Linked DNA regions of Rattus norvegicus: regions 1 and 2 are each linked to region 3. The links are chromatin contacts, called in public Hi-C maps. All regions are on one chromosome and are shown on one strand. The core of a region is the stretch at or near the end of the contact, and the rest is flanking DNA. Distances in the headings are between cores, read along the strand shown. Region 1 has its middle 64 kb from the start of Lifr. Region 2 holds the start of Lifr (LIF receptor subunit alpha). Region 3 has its middle 33 kb from the start of Osmr.

What was found. A called contact is a pair of places that touch in the nucleus more often than the background predicts.
Region 1: a contact with region 3 is called in a Hi-C map of mammary epithelial cells, with 2.0 times the contacts expected there. The contact joins two enhancer-like sites. A contact is called at or near these places in 5 of 12 Hi-C or Micro-C datasets (kidney, liver, mammary epithelial cells and 1 more).
Region 2: a contact with region 3 is called in a Hi-C map of kidney, with 4 times the contacts expected there. The contact joins the promoter of Lifr here to the enhancer-like site in region 3. A contact is called at or near these places in 9 of 12 Hi-C or Micro-C datasets (the Rat2 cell line, Schwann cells, frontal cortex and 5 more) and 1 of 1 datasets of contacts at active chromatin or transcription factors (oligodendrocytes).

Annotation. Positions count from the first base shown.
Region 1 is chr2:57,896,891-57,901,375 of GRCr8, reverse strand. No RefSeq gene overlaps it. Among named protein-coding and RNA genes, the nearest start is that of Lifr, 64 kb to the left of the region's middle. Within about 2 kb of position 1,420, at least 4 of the 93 cell types and tissues checked have an H3K27ac peak or open chromatin away from gene starts, as enhancers often do.
Region 2 is chr2:57,961,126-57,966,135 of GRCr8, reverse strand. Lifr (LIF receptor subunit alpha) reads right to left here and starts at 2,747. Exons shown (of 20, transcript NM_031048.1): 1 at 2,679-2,747.
Region 3 is chr2:57,718,872-57,723,269 of GRCr8, reverse strand. No RefSeq gene overlaps it. Among named protein-coding and RNA genes, the nearest start is that of Osmr, 33 kb to the right of the region's middle. Within about 2 kb of position 1,404, at least 28 of the 93 cell types and tissues checked have an H3K27ac peak or open chromatin away from gene starts, as enhancers often do. A contact at or near this core is called in kidney, where this site is marked.

The DNA.
Region 1 (4,485 bases), core at 171-2,670, 180 kb before region 3:
TTTGTCCTCTCAGAACAACTTCTACTTCGCAAACTGCCTGCTAACATTTCAGAAACAATCTGTGGAAACGTGTTCTTAGAACTAATAGATAGGCATTTCCCCCAGGATATGTATACTTCCGGATGCTTTTTTTTTTTTGATTGTTTAACATGTATCCAAGCATTCAAATTCAAATGCGGTTTTTTGAGCCACTTGGGAATGTCTAATGACAGAACCCATGGCTGCCCTGTGCTTCATGCCCTCATCTAAGGATCAGCTAGCTCTGTAGGACCTACAGGGTCAGAGAGGGTCTGTGGCCAGCCACACCTGTCTTTTCACTATCAGGACGCCAATTCAGACAAGGCCCTCAGCAGTCTTCATAAGTCCCTACCTCCACCCACACTGTTTCACTGTCTTCCCCTATGCATTTTTTACTCCTAGCAGAATAGAGACTTTATTTGAAGGGAGTAGAATAGTGGGTTAACACATACAACTCATTCATTTTGACTACTGAATGCTCTGGCAGAAGGCCTCACAGGTGACTTACTTCCTCCTGTGCCTTTGACAGACAAAAGAAACAGTGCCCAGTAAAGACCTGCAACTTTCCCTAAACTTCATTGACTGCCAGCGTTAAAGAGCACGTTGGCTGAAGACAAGTAAGGTCAAGTATGCAAGGTCATATGCAGGACTGGGATGGCAGTGAGCTTGGAATCGCAGCGGAGGGTTTAATGTGGCTGCGTATGCTAGTTTCCCGCCTGCCTCTCAAGATGTGGCCTGTATGTGGGTTGTGTTCATCCAGCTGGACTGCCTTGTCTGGCCTCGGTGGGAGAGGGTGCACCTAGCCTTGCAGAGACTTGAATTGTCAGGGTTGGGGTTACCCAGGGAGGCCCTACCTGCTCAGAAGAGAAGGGGGAATGGAAGAAGGATTGTGGGAGATGGTGATTGGGAGGGGGACAGTGAGTGGAATGTACTGTAAAGTGAATAAGTTTATATATGTGTATATATATATGTTATATATGATACATGATATATATGATATATATGTTATAATATATGATACGCCTTTGTCTTGAAAGGATGCATCTTTCAGAGATAACCTATGTGTTTGTAAAGTTTTTTTAAATATATAAAAACAGCATATTGTCACTGCCCACCTCCCCAGTGCACAGACAAGGAAAGGAAGGCAGGGAGAATGAGGCAGAACCTTCTGGATGTCTGCCAGAACCCCTGCCCACGTCACTCTGTTGCATTTCTATTCAGTATTATTACAGAGATCTCACTGTTAAAGAGAGCATTCTTTGGGTTTCCTGCTTATCGCTAAGCTGAAGAAAACATGGTCTGGTTTTTTTCCCCTCTTTTCTATTTGCTTTTCCAACCTTCAGCTTCCATGACCTTAAAAAAAGCACATGAAAGTTGAGCTGGTCCAAAAGCAGCCTGATTGCAACCCGATAAGAGAGCTGGAGTGGCACCAGCTAGACAGAGGTGCAGGGCTCTCTGAGCACCGTTCAACAATTTTTCCGAGTGGCAACTGGTTCATTTCCATTGAAACACCTGAAGTCGCTGGGTGAGCTGTGCACTTCCTAAGCTGGTAAAAGAGTCAGGTCAGTTACTTACGTCAGCAGTGGAAACAGGGAGCTTAGAGAGTCTTTCTTGATTCATGTTAAATTCACACTCCAAGTCCCTGGTGTTTAGATGCTTGCACAATTAAAGTTGAGATTGAACCGTGTCCCCTGCACAGAGGCCACAGTTCTTATTAAAGCAGATGTTTGGTGGGGCAGATATCATCTGATATCACTTTTGGTTTTAACATTTATGATCCTGTATAAAAGGGACAGTTGCATGCGAACCAACTCCGGAATGTATGTTGGTATTGTTTTCAGAGACACTGCTATACAGATGCTTAGAAAAGATTTCGTATCTATTGTTTTCCCAGGAACCTTAACACCTTTTGTTCGGGTAGACATAGCCAGCCTGTAGGGCACACTGTACAGAAACAGGTGGAATGCTGGCCCCTTCCAAACCGAAATGCAAGAATAACATGACTTAGGTTGTGGAGTAATAACTAACCTCAGAGACTTCAGAAACTACACTCTCTCATCCTTTTTACCCTTCCTTTCTGCTTCTATCGAGGAAGAAGGGAAAGGTAGGTAAATATGACTGGTTTCACGAGAGTGCAAGGAAATGCAGCCTAGCTTTGAAAGTCCCGTCTTAACATCTATAACCAATAAGCTGTTATGTATATTGTTAAATAGATCTCTGAGAAGAGCTGGATTTGCCTGTGTTTCCTCCTGTTGATGTAAAGGTTTACTTTGGTTTAAGAGTTGTTTGTGTTGGGGAGTGGTACGTCTGTGTACAGGCGTGCAGGTGCCTTCTGAGAGGTGTTGGATCTCTGGAACTGCAGTTACAGCAGTTGTGAAATTCCCAACGTGGTGCAGAGAATCGAACTCAAGTCCTCTGCAAGAGCAGCGCCTTCTCTTAACTGCTGAGCTATCCTCCCATCCTCACTCTACTGATTTATTGTTCTGCTTCCTAACTGTGATAGCATTTCCTAGTGGCCGAATCCCCTGTTCTCTTCTCCATTTGACCAGTCCCACAGAAGTGGGGTCAAATCCTCTCACAACCCCCTCCCTCCCAAGATTGTCAGCAACATCAGCCGAAGGTTGGTTCCGTTCTTCTCTCTTCATGGCATCTCTGATGCTGCCTTGCCTCCTCCTGTCACCCTGGTATGGCCTCTCCATCCAGAGCCCTGGCTGACAAGCTAAAACTGTCCCTACCACGCTCTACTGGGCCACAGGTGCAGATACTTACTACCGTTAGAGTAATGATTGCTGATGGGGCTCAACTCACACGTCCTTGTCGGCACAGTTGTCCTTGCCCTGTTTTCTCATAGGCATGACCTCACTATCACTCTCAAATTCTGATACCTCAAAAACAACAGTAGTTCATTCTTACCAAGGGTGATTCTAGTCTTTCAACCCTGGAGACACTGACAATGTCTAGACAGTCGTTGGTTGTCACGACCAGAAGAGGGACTCTTGCTGGCAGGCAGAAGACAAGGAGTCTGCTCGGGTTGCATGGCTCAAGGCAACCCCCACAAATACCCAGCTCAAGGAGATAGTGGAGGCCTTGATTCTCTTTCCACATCTCTGGCAGGAAGACAAACAGAAGGGAACAAAGCACAATGTGTCCCCAGGCACGCACCTAGAACCCTTTGTGCACATCCCCACTTGTGAGCCGGTGCTGAAAGAAGACAGCGGGACCTAGAAAAACCAGTCCTCCCACACCGCACCTGGGCTTTCTCCCACTGGCAAGGTTGGAAGTGGGCAGGCTCTGCTTGGGACCAAGAACTACTCAGGTGGGAGGTTCTGAGTCCTGGCTGCAGTCAGTCCATGATGCCTACCATTTTAAAAAAATACTCAGAATACCAAAAGTCAATGTGGAGATTCGAAAAACAAAAGCAAACCACCTAACTAAAAATATAACTACTATATGGTCCAGCTCTACCGCCACTGGGTATATACCCGAAGAGCTCTGCGTGAACATACCACAGAGATACTTGTAGATCCAAATTTATTGCTGCTGTTTTCAGAATAGCCAGGAGATGGGATCGTCCTGGGTCCCCCTGAACAGATGAAATGATAAAGAAAACGTGGTTTATATTTGCAGGAGAATTTTATTCAGCCATGAAGAAGAGTGGAATTAGGTCATTTGTAAGGAAGCGGCGAGAAATTGCAATCTTGATGCTTAGGTGAGACAAACCAAATCCAGACAAATATCCCATTTTTTTTCTCTTGTCTGAGGACTCTAGACTTGAACATGAACATGCACACGTGCATGCACGCCTGTGTGTACAAGTGCACACAGACAGACAGACAGACACACACACACACAGGCACAGGCACACACACATAGGTCACATGCCACATGCACAGGTTATGAAAGTAGACTGGTGTCTCCTAGGGAAAGAGAGTGCCTGACGTGAAGAGCAAGGGTGGGACAAGAAATTTAACAGGGGATAGATACGATCAAAGTCTATGATGCACATGTTTGAAGATGTCATACTGCACTTCACAGTTTCATATGTCCACTTTTAGATGAGTGGAAGAGGAAGAAAATCTTTATAAAACTTAAAAAAAAAAAAACCACATATCTAGAAGTCAAATCAAATTGGCCTTGGGCGAGGCCCTGGTACTCCGTGCCTTAATCCCCAGAGAACACTGTGCTCCAGCCAATGTTAATAACCCTCTGACCTGGCCATCTGCTCAATGGGGTAGGGGATGAGAGGCCTCCCTAAAGAACTGAGATTAGCCTTCTGGGTCTCTATGCTGTTTGCACATCTTGTAGAATGGCCCAACCTTCCAGCAGGACACTTGGTTTAAGTTTGTAGAGGGACTGGGCCATTTAAGAAGACATAGGACTCAGGGCTATGAGTCAGTTTTCTTATCCTGAACTGGGATAGAATCTAGAAATAATATTCACCAAAATCAGAAACAGAGAGCAAATAGA
Region 2 (5,010 bases), core at 1,498-3,997, 240 kb before region 3:
CCCCATGTTTGTTCTACCCCTTCCTCCACGGCCTGTGGCTCAAGTCCAGTAAATGTGCAGGGCTCTGCCATTGCTCCACCCACGATATCCTTTTCTTATTCTCCCAAATCTTCTCCTTTTTTCCTGTCTCTAACAAATGTCAACTTGTGCAACAGATCCCAGCTCATACCCTCCAAATCTGACTCCCGTGTGCCCATCCCTTTAAGGCATACTATTGGAAGGCAGAAATAGCTCACGGAACTATCTTGCTCAGCAAGGTGGATACAATCATTTTCCCCTTAAGGAAAAGGCCATGCAACAAATATGACAGCTTTAATAGGCAAAAACACGGAGGGGGACAAACAAAAATTAAAAAGCTACCAAAGCAAGATGGCTGCCTTCAACAGCGGTAAAGACACACAGTTCAAACGCGAAAACATCGATGGACAGGGAGTGGTGAGCGTGGTGTGAGATACAGTTCCATGATGGTTTAGCTAGGGTTAGAAAGAATGAGGCCGGGGCTGGGGATTTAGCTCAGTGGTAGAGCGCTTACCTAGGAAGCGCAAGGCCCTGGGTTCGGTCCCCAGCTCCGAAAAAAAAAAAAAAAAAGAACCAAAAAAAAAAAAAAAGAAAAAAAAAAAAAGAAAGAATGAGGCCAACAGTCACTGGGTGACTGTATGACCATCTCTGGTGCCATCGCAGTGCTTGGGGGCAATGAGGGGCTGGGTGCCCTTCATATGACACCAATGAGGAAACAAAGGAGCTGAGTGACTTGCCCAGAGTCTCGTGACCTGTAAAGGACAAAGCCAGAACAAAGCTTCTGAGCATGACTCCAAGGTCTGAGTCATGTTATGATGTAATTTTATTTGATGTTGATGGTGGTGATGATGATGGTGGTGGTGTTGATGGTGATGATGGTGGTGGTGGTGACAATGACAGACCAACCTCAAAAATCTGATAAGCATTTATTGAGCATTCGCCGTCTGCTCAGTCAGCACCAGACGTGCTTTAGTCAGAGCAGTAAAGAGGCAAAGAGGCAAGAGAATATTTGTGAGTTTGAGGAGGCCAATATCCTAGTTCTCGGATATCCAGGACTGTGTAAACAGACCTTGTCTCAAAACAAAACAGAACAAAACACAACCACAACAAGCCCCACATACTTCTAGAAACTGTTCTGCAAGAGATACTAGACAAGACTGCAAAGAAGATGTTCAGTGAAGACCAGAGTGACTGTCACTAAGGCCCACTGAAGGTCCGACCTCCATAAGCATTCTGGTCCATCTCTTGCTTCACTCTTAAAAATTTAAGAACTTAATGCTAATTTAAGTAAAACCTACATTCATTTAAAACTGATTCTGGTCCCTCCCCACCAAACGTTTTATATAGCTCCCACCAGTTCTGTCTCCAGATGTAAGCACAATTTGTTTCTTGCACGTCTCAGACATTTTCAGCTCACACGCAAAACAGATTCTTGATTCACAGCCCCCCTGACTTATTCTTCCTTAATCTTCGGTCTATCGAAAACAGTACAGACACGTCCCAAAAATGGCTCCCAGAAACCGTAAGCCAGGTATGGTGCTTCATGCCTCTACCCTCGGTATCCGGGAGGGCAGAACAGGAGGATCACCTTAGTGAGCACAGTTCAACCAACGAGGATCCCGTCTCAGCCTCCCCCCAAAGCAGAGGCAGCAAATCTCCGAGGGCAGACCTTGATTCAGCCCTTCCTGCACGGCAGCCTTCGCCTCCTCTGCATGTCTGGCGGCTACAGCTTCCTCAGCTCTCAAAGGAGACACTGCCCACTATCCCTGCTGCTAGCCCCAGTTGGCCACCTCTCGCCTGCACAGCTATTAGTCAGCGAAGCATCCTCTTGCCTCCATCCTTGCTCCCCACACACTTTCCACAGGGCAGACACAGTCACCATCCAAAAATATCCGTCAGACCCTGTCACTGTGCACGTAAAAGTGGGGTCAATTCTTATAAACACCCTCTACTTTCTCTCCCATGTTCCTGAGCAATCCCATTCCCCTTCCAACATCTCACTCTCCTTTCAGCCACCATGGGGTCCTTCTGTTCCTCCTATTCACCAGGTCTGGACCCCCTCAGGAGCATCCTTCCCTGACCTCTCCTCCAGTCCTATGTGCCATTTGGGTTTTGGGTTAGAACTTACTTGCTCAGGGAGTCCTCTCCCATCACCCAGGGAAAGAAGGAGTGTCCCCTACTGACCTCCCAGAAGCCCTGGCACCTCCCCTCCTCGCTCTACACTACCGCACCCAGCTTCCTATCCTTAGAGCACTCACTGAGATCTGGACATGCAATTCTTGTTTACTGCCTGCTGCTCCCTAAGAGGCAGGAAAGCTTCCGGGGTAAGACCCACCCCTCCTCCTCAGTGCCATAGCCCCCAGCAGGTATGGAGGAGGTACGCCCAACACAATGACTTTATAAAAGAAACGTTATGCATAACTGTGAATCATGGAGGATGATTAACTCAAGTTACATTTTTAAGTCATATTACAAGAGCCATGTAACTGTGTATGTTCCAACCACAGCTTAAAATACCCAGAGGCATGGTATACTAAATATATACCTACCATAGTGAAGGTCACTATTGCTGTGATGAAATGCCATGACCAAAAGCAACCTGGGAAGAAGGAGTTAATTTCACTCACTGTTCCATACAACAGATCATCATCAAAACTCACCCAGGGAACGATCCTGGAAGCAGGAGCTGATGCAGAGGCCATGGAGGAGTGCTGCTTGCTGGCTTGCTACTGGTGGCTGACTTGCTCAGCTTGCTCTCTTATAGAACCCAGAACCACACGGTCCAGGTGGCACCGCCCACAAATGGGCTGGGCCGTCCCCCATTGGTTACTGATTAAGTTGCCTTACAGCTGGATCTTACAGAGGTGTTTTCTCAACTGAGGCACCTGCCTCTCTGATAACCCTAGCTTGTGTCAAGTTGACATAAAACTGGCCAGTACAAAGGTCTGATTATGCCCAGAAATTAATCTATCATATATAATATCATACCATATGCAGTTACCTCTAAAGGTTGAGACTAAAACTTTAAAAGGATTAGTCTCCAAGCTTTCTCAAATTGTATAAAGTATTTTACCCATGTAATTTTAAAAGATAGTTCCCTTATTTATTTATTTATTTATTTATTTATTTATCTATATCGAGACAGAGTCTCACTATACAGCCCTGACTACCCTAGAACTCACTATGCAAACCAAACTCAGAGCCGCACTAATCTACCTTCCTGATACCCAAGCACTGGAATTAATACTGTATCTATTGTATCTAAAGATAGTTCAAATTCTAAAAATGTACAGATGTAGATGCAGAATTAAAAAAAAAAATCCCAGTAAAGAAATGGCATCTAATAAAACGAACAAGTATTTTTCTGACTACTTGGTTGGAACAAAATGATAAAAACTATACCAACGTCTTTAATTTCTGGCTTAGGAAAGTCACCAGAAGCTGTGGTTTGAGGGCTAACATCCCCCAGGGGTCGGCTGTGACTGGCTGCCAAGGTCTTGGGGCTGGTAGTATTAGAAAATGGAACTTTTGAGAGGTGAGATTCGCGAGTCTGCCAGTCATTTTAGGTGTGTGCTCAGAAGGGATCATGATATCCCAATCTTTCTGATTTCCAGTTGGAGGATGGGAGCTTCCCCATCCATCAACACCTCAGTGATGATTAGAGTAGAGGGTCCTCACCTGAACTCAGTCAATGCCAGCACCACACCCTTCCCTGGCAAAACCAGGAGCTAACTACAGGGAACGTTACTGGAGGCCGTGTTACTAAATGGGGGGGAGGAAACTGAATGTCCAACATGACCCACATTATGGGATGTGGGAAAATATAGATGAGGAAATCCTATAGTTTAATGCTAGTCCTTCATGACCTTGCCTCTTGATATTTAAAAACGAACCCTGCATCCAGACACCCTGTAAATATTGGCCCCAAATCCTCGGGCCGACAATCAGCTGTGCTGCTCTGGAGTTTTCCAGAGTCCATCTTTCCTTACAGGTTCCTGTGTTAACTTTCTGTCAGTCACAAAACATCAAAGGAAACCAACGCATGACGTTGGTTTACTGCCACCGTTTTAAAGGTCTGTGTCCATAGGACCCTTTGCTATATGTGTACAATGAGGCAAAACACTATGGTGGGGGGCATGTGGAGGGGCAAACCAACTCACATCACATCGGGAAGCAGAAGAGTAAAGGGGAACCACTGCCCCACAAGACAGTGACCTAAGGACCTCTCACAAGTATCGACCCCAACAATACAGCCTTTGCCACACACTGACAGCACGCGTGGCTTTGCCCGCTCTGAGCTGGAAAGTTCCAGAACAGAGTCCTCTGTGATTTCATTGATCCTGGCCTTGAGGACAGCGTTGCTCCATCCTATACTTGGCCAACAGTCTGCGTCTTCGTGCCAGCACAGTGCAGCTGCCGTCTATGCACCATCGCACACGCCTCGCCTCTCACCAGGAGAAATTCTGGAAAGCAGCCCGCACCCCAGGAGAAAGAAGCATGCTAGGTCCACCATAGGAGCAGGGACTGCGGTGGGCTGTGGGAAGCAATGCCATAGATGGGAGCATGACGTACGATAAAACGTGGACCTTGCTGCTGTCCCCTACCTATGTCTATGACCTCCCATGGGGGGACACAACGTCCACGATTCATGACATTGTCTTCTTTTACTTAGCCTTAGGAGGGAATGAAATGTAAGGTCAGCATTTGTCACGCAGGTACCTTTTGTGAGGACTGACTCTCCACTTTTATCATAGAGCCTGACATGTATACTGCAGATCCACAGATCGTGTGCGGTCCACAACTGTTACCGACGTTGAAGTCTCTTGTCCCTCCACAGTTCATTAAAGCTAGGCAGCTGCACATACTCTCAGGTGCAGGCACCATTGCCCTTGTCCCCTGGGAAGATACATGCTGGAATTTCTCACTCAAAAGATGCATAAATGCCACACATCCTGGATTTATTAGGAAGGGCTCGGAGACTTTACAAAAGAT
Region 3 (4,398 bases), core at 155-2,654:
GTCACTAGGTACCCTAGGGTCCTCCAGACCACACAGGGCTCCTGGGACCTATACCTCTATGCTTTACCAGAAGCCAACAGTAGCGGGCTCTGAAAGCTGCAGAGGGTAAGAAAGGGTGTCCCTCGTCCTGCTGCAGCAGGGTAGCATCAGTTGCTTAGGAAAAGACCAAAGTTGGAATCTCTGCCCTCTACCCTCTACTCTCCACCCTCCACCCTCCAACCTCCACCCTCCAACCTCCACCCTGCACCCTCCACCTCCCAACTCAGACCTTGTTCAGAAGATTGGGCCTTGGTACACTTGAGAACACTAAGTCAGAAACACAGACAGACAGGTTCATGTCTTTTTGCAGTGTCACAGTTTATTGAGTGACCATAAATTCATAGGTCGTGCTGTTGTAGTTGGGTGCAGTTTGCCAAATAGTCCTGATGTCCTTTGGTGGCTGCCCATGGGCAAACATGAATGACTTTATTCCAGTCTTAATCACTAATATTAACTCTTGATCACACCTTACACAGTGTTAGCAATTGTATCTATCCGTATATATGCAGAGAACAGAATGGCAACAAAGGAGTCCAAAAGGCCAAGTCAGGGTTCTGCAGTTCAAAGAAACCCTACTGGAGACAGATACAAAGAGAGTCACTGCTGGTTGTTAGAAGAAATGTTAAAGAACCCTGTGCAGAGCTTACACGACTGCTGTAGGGCTGAGCCTGGGCTACAGGGTTGAGTGAGAAGTAGGAGACCAGAGTCAGGTGTCCATTTGTGGGATCCAGGGGAAGGTGTTGCATGCTTCCATTGTCTGCTGTGTCTGATAAGCTCTTGGGACCAAGTTTTCTGAGGTGGTTTGAGTGTACCCATGTGCCAATCCACTACGTTAAGTTTGTAAGTGGTCTCTCTTCTTACTTTAAAACCTAAGTTTATCAGTCTGTCTTTTGTAGGCAGTAGTGGACAAGTTGTGGTACCTATGTGCACAAGGAGAGGCAGAGACAAGTGCTCTCAAAATGGTGCAGAATGCTCTTTATAAAATACAACCAATCAGGGCAAATTATAGTCTGAAAGCCACTGTTTTACACAGTTCAGAATCACTTAAGCAGGGCACAACGAGGTTCTCCCTCCCCAAACCTTTGAATTATGATGACTTCCTTTCATTCTTGAATCTTTCTTCCAAAGTTACTGAACACCTTTTGGAAATTCGGACAAAGAAAACCACAGCTTTTCTCACCAAGCTTGGACCCCCCAGAATTTCCCTAAAGAATTACAAAGCACGTGATCCAGAAGCCCCTTCAATGCCAGCTACGATCCATCCGGAAGAAGAGGAGCGATTCTTAAGTTGACAGAAGTCAAGTCTTGGCAAGAGTATGTCTCCTCCCTCTCACAGTGCTGATATCCTTCCTGGACCGAAACAGTGGCAGCAGCTTCCTTCTCTCAGGGTTAGCCTCACAGACTCCGGCGAGGCGCTAAGGGACCCATGCATTAGCCTGCAGCGCCACCTAGCAGACGCAGAGTGAACTTGGGAAATAAGGAGAAAGCAGGTTTAGTTGGGGAAGTTGTTTTGTAACATCGCAAAAGGGAGTTTCCATTTCTTCAACGGGAGTTCTGGGAAATGGGATTTGTATAAAATCTTTTTTGCTCAGCGTGGAAAAACATTTATTTGAAGCTAATGAGGGAATTTTGCCCAAAGGCAAGTCTAATCCAAACTTAGGGAGACAAGCATTTGTTTCTCCAAACTTCACTCTCATTTTTGGTCACCTCTGTGGCAGTGGAGAACTCGACTCCACTTTGTGAGAGACCATGAAGTCAATGACGAGCCAGTCTTCATGCAAGGAGCTCTCAGAGGCTCATGGGGATGGCTAGCCTTGATGGCTCTCTTGATTAGGATGAATTGCCGAGGAGACCAGTAAAGCATTTTGTTTTACTTCTGTGAAGGCGTTTTCAGATAGGATTGACTAATGGGGAAAACTAAGTGTGTGTAGCACTGTATGTAGGCTGGGAGCCCCGAGGGACTGAAATTAGGAGGAGTCCCTCATCCTCAGCCTGACTGCCATGCTGTGCCAATCCTGTTCTACCATACCCTTCTGTCAAGAAGCTATACCAGTCACGGACCCAGAAACACTGAAGGGGGCCCACCAGGAACTGAAAACATAGGCCAAAACAACCCACACTCCCTCATATTGACCATCCCCACCCCCAGCTACTTGTCACAGCAGCTAAAAGACAAGGGTAAAAGATGAACGTATTTGAAGCCTATGTTTTTGACACTCAGCTCCTGAAGCTGACTGGGAATCAGGCTAAACAATAGACAATCAGGAATAGCTGACTAATCAAATGATAATTCGGGATAACCAATGGATCAACCATCAATCAGGGATAGCTGACCAGCTGGTAATGACAATCGAAGCTATTTCCATTGTGATCATTTTCAAAGCCCCACCCCACCCCTGATTCATGTCCGTGAACTTCCTAGAATGGTCTCACAGGAACAAGATATTTTTCTTTTGTCTAACTTGAGAGCAAAGAGCCTATCATCCCATGAACACTAGCAACTAAAAACTGTTAAGTAATTTGGAATTAACACCCAATTTGAAAAATGATGCTTTTTTTTTTCTGAATCATGCTAACGATTAAGGGTCAGCTATTAGTGGCCCATCGAACTGACTGCGCAGTCAAATAAAAACACAGGCTTTAATCTGTGCATATGTAGGCCTGCCTCTGGTCACTGCCATTGACCGTGGTCCCACGTTTCCAATCAATGTCTCACATGAATATAACTCAAATGAAATATTAGGAATACACTGTCAAACTGATTCCTTTCTCATATAGCAGATGCCTGAAGGATTTTACGAGAAAGACGTTGGCGATGTAAACAATGGTAGGGGGAAAAGCCCACTTAATCTCTAGATGACATCGGCACACACCGACGTGTGAAACAGCTCAATCCCAAGCAGGCTTCCATGACCAAGAGAGTGGCTGCAGAAAATGACGCATTGCATCTGTGTCATATTACCATAAGTTCCCACCACAACTTTAGTTATACCTAATTAAACGTCAAAACAAATGATTAAGATTGATTTTAAGAGCAGAGTAGTCTACATAAAACCAGTGTGTGTGTGTGTGTGTGTGTGTGTGTGTGTGTGCGTGTGCACATGCGTGTGTGTTCTCGCACGCACACGCTCACTGGCACGGGGCCAGAGATCCACCTTACGTATGCTATTAACTGATTGACTGAGATAAGATCTCTTACCAACATGGAGCTCATCAGATAGGCTAGGCTGGCCAGTGAGCTCCTAGCATCTGCATGTCTCATCCCCAACATGGGAATGACAAGGCCCAGCTCTTTTAAAACCATGTTTCTGAAGCTTGAACTCAGGTCCGCAAGCATTTTACTGACGGTTCCATTTCACTAGCACCTATGTTATCACAAACACTTACCATTCTTATGCGAATTGGATTGACAATCCTTAGTCTGAGAAAAATTCTTCCAAATCCCTGTAAGGACACAGATGAATTGTACTAAACGCAGAGAGCAGCGTTTTGCTGCTGCTTCTGGTTTGTTTTTACTACTGTAATACACAGCAGTTGCTTCCATGTCTAGTTGTGGGTTTATATTAATCTATTCTGGCAAAAACAATATCAAACTCTGAGATAGTCTCACTTTATCACAGCTTTTTATAAACAAGGCCTTTCATGGCTGCTTGAGCACAGCCTCCCCATCCATGGTATTGTGAGACTGTGACTGATAAGAGCTGGTGAAGAGCCAAGAAGACCTTGTGAAATGCAGTGCTCTACAAATCGCCAGTTCTGGGAGTGCATGTGCCTGGAGATGCAGGACTTCATGTATTCAGTAAAATTCCAGAGTTCCCATTGGTTTGGAGGAAACTCATAAGTTAATCCCAACAGGCAAATAAAATATCAGAGGACCAAAAATGGACACTTTAAAGAAGAATATGGGAAAACTCTTTCCAGAGATCCTTCTAATAGCTAACACACTTAGGAAGGTATGCTATATCGTAGAAAATAGTCCAACGGACTCTTACAAGAGACTACAGAGTACAGAAGTAGACATACAGATGCATGGGGACTAAAGAGTCCTAAGACTCCTGAAAAAGGTTTTCTCCCCTCCAGCACCTCCTGCATACTCCGCCCTCGCTCTCAATCAGACCTGATTCTGCTTGTCCGGGTCTCTGCCTCCTTTCTCCCAGTGCGTAGACTGGGAGGGGAAAGGCAGACCTCGGACCTGTTCCTGACTTGGTGATAGACCTGTGGCACCCAAGTACCTAGAGAGGAGACAGGAAACTATAGCATTCATCCCAGACTCTGCTATTTCCCCTTCCCAGTCAGAGAAGGAAGACAAGGGCTGTGGACCCCATTACAGACTTTGTTCTGCATCCTCCAAGTGGCACA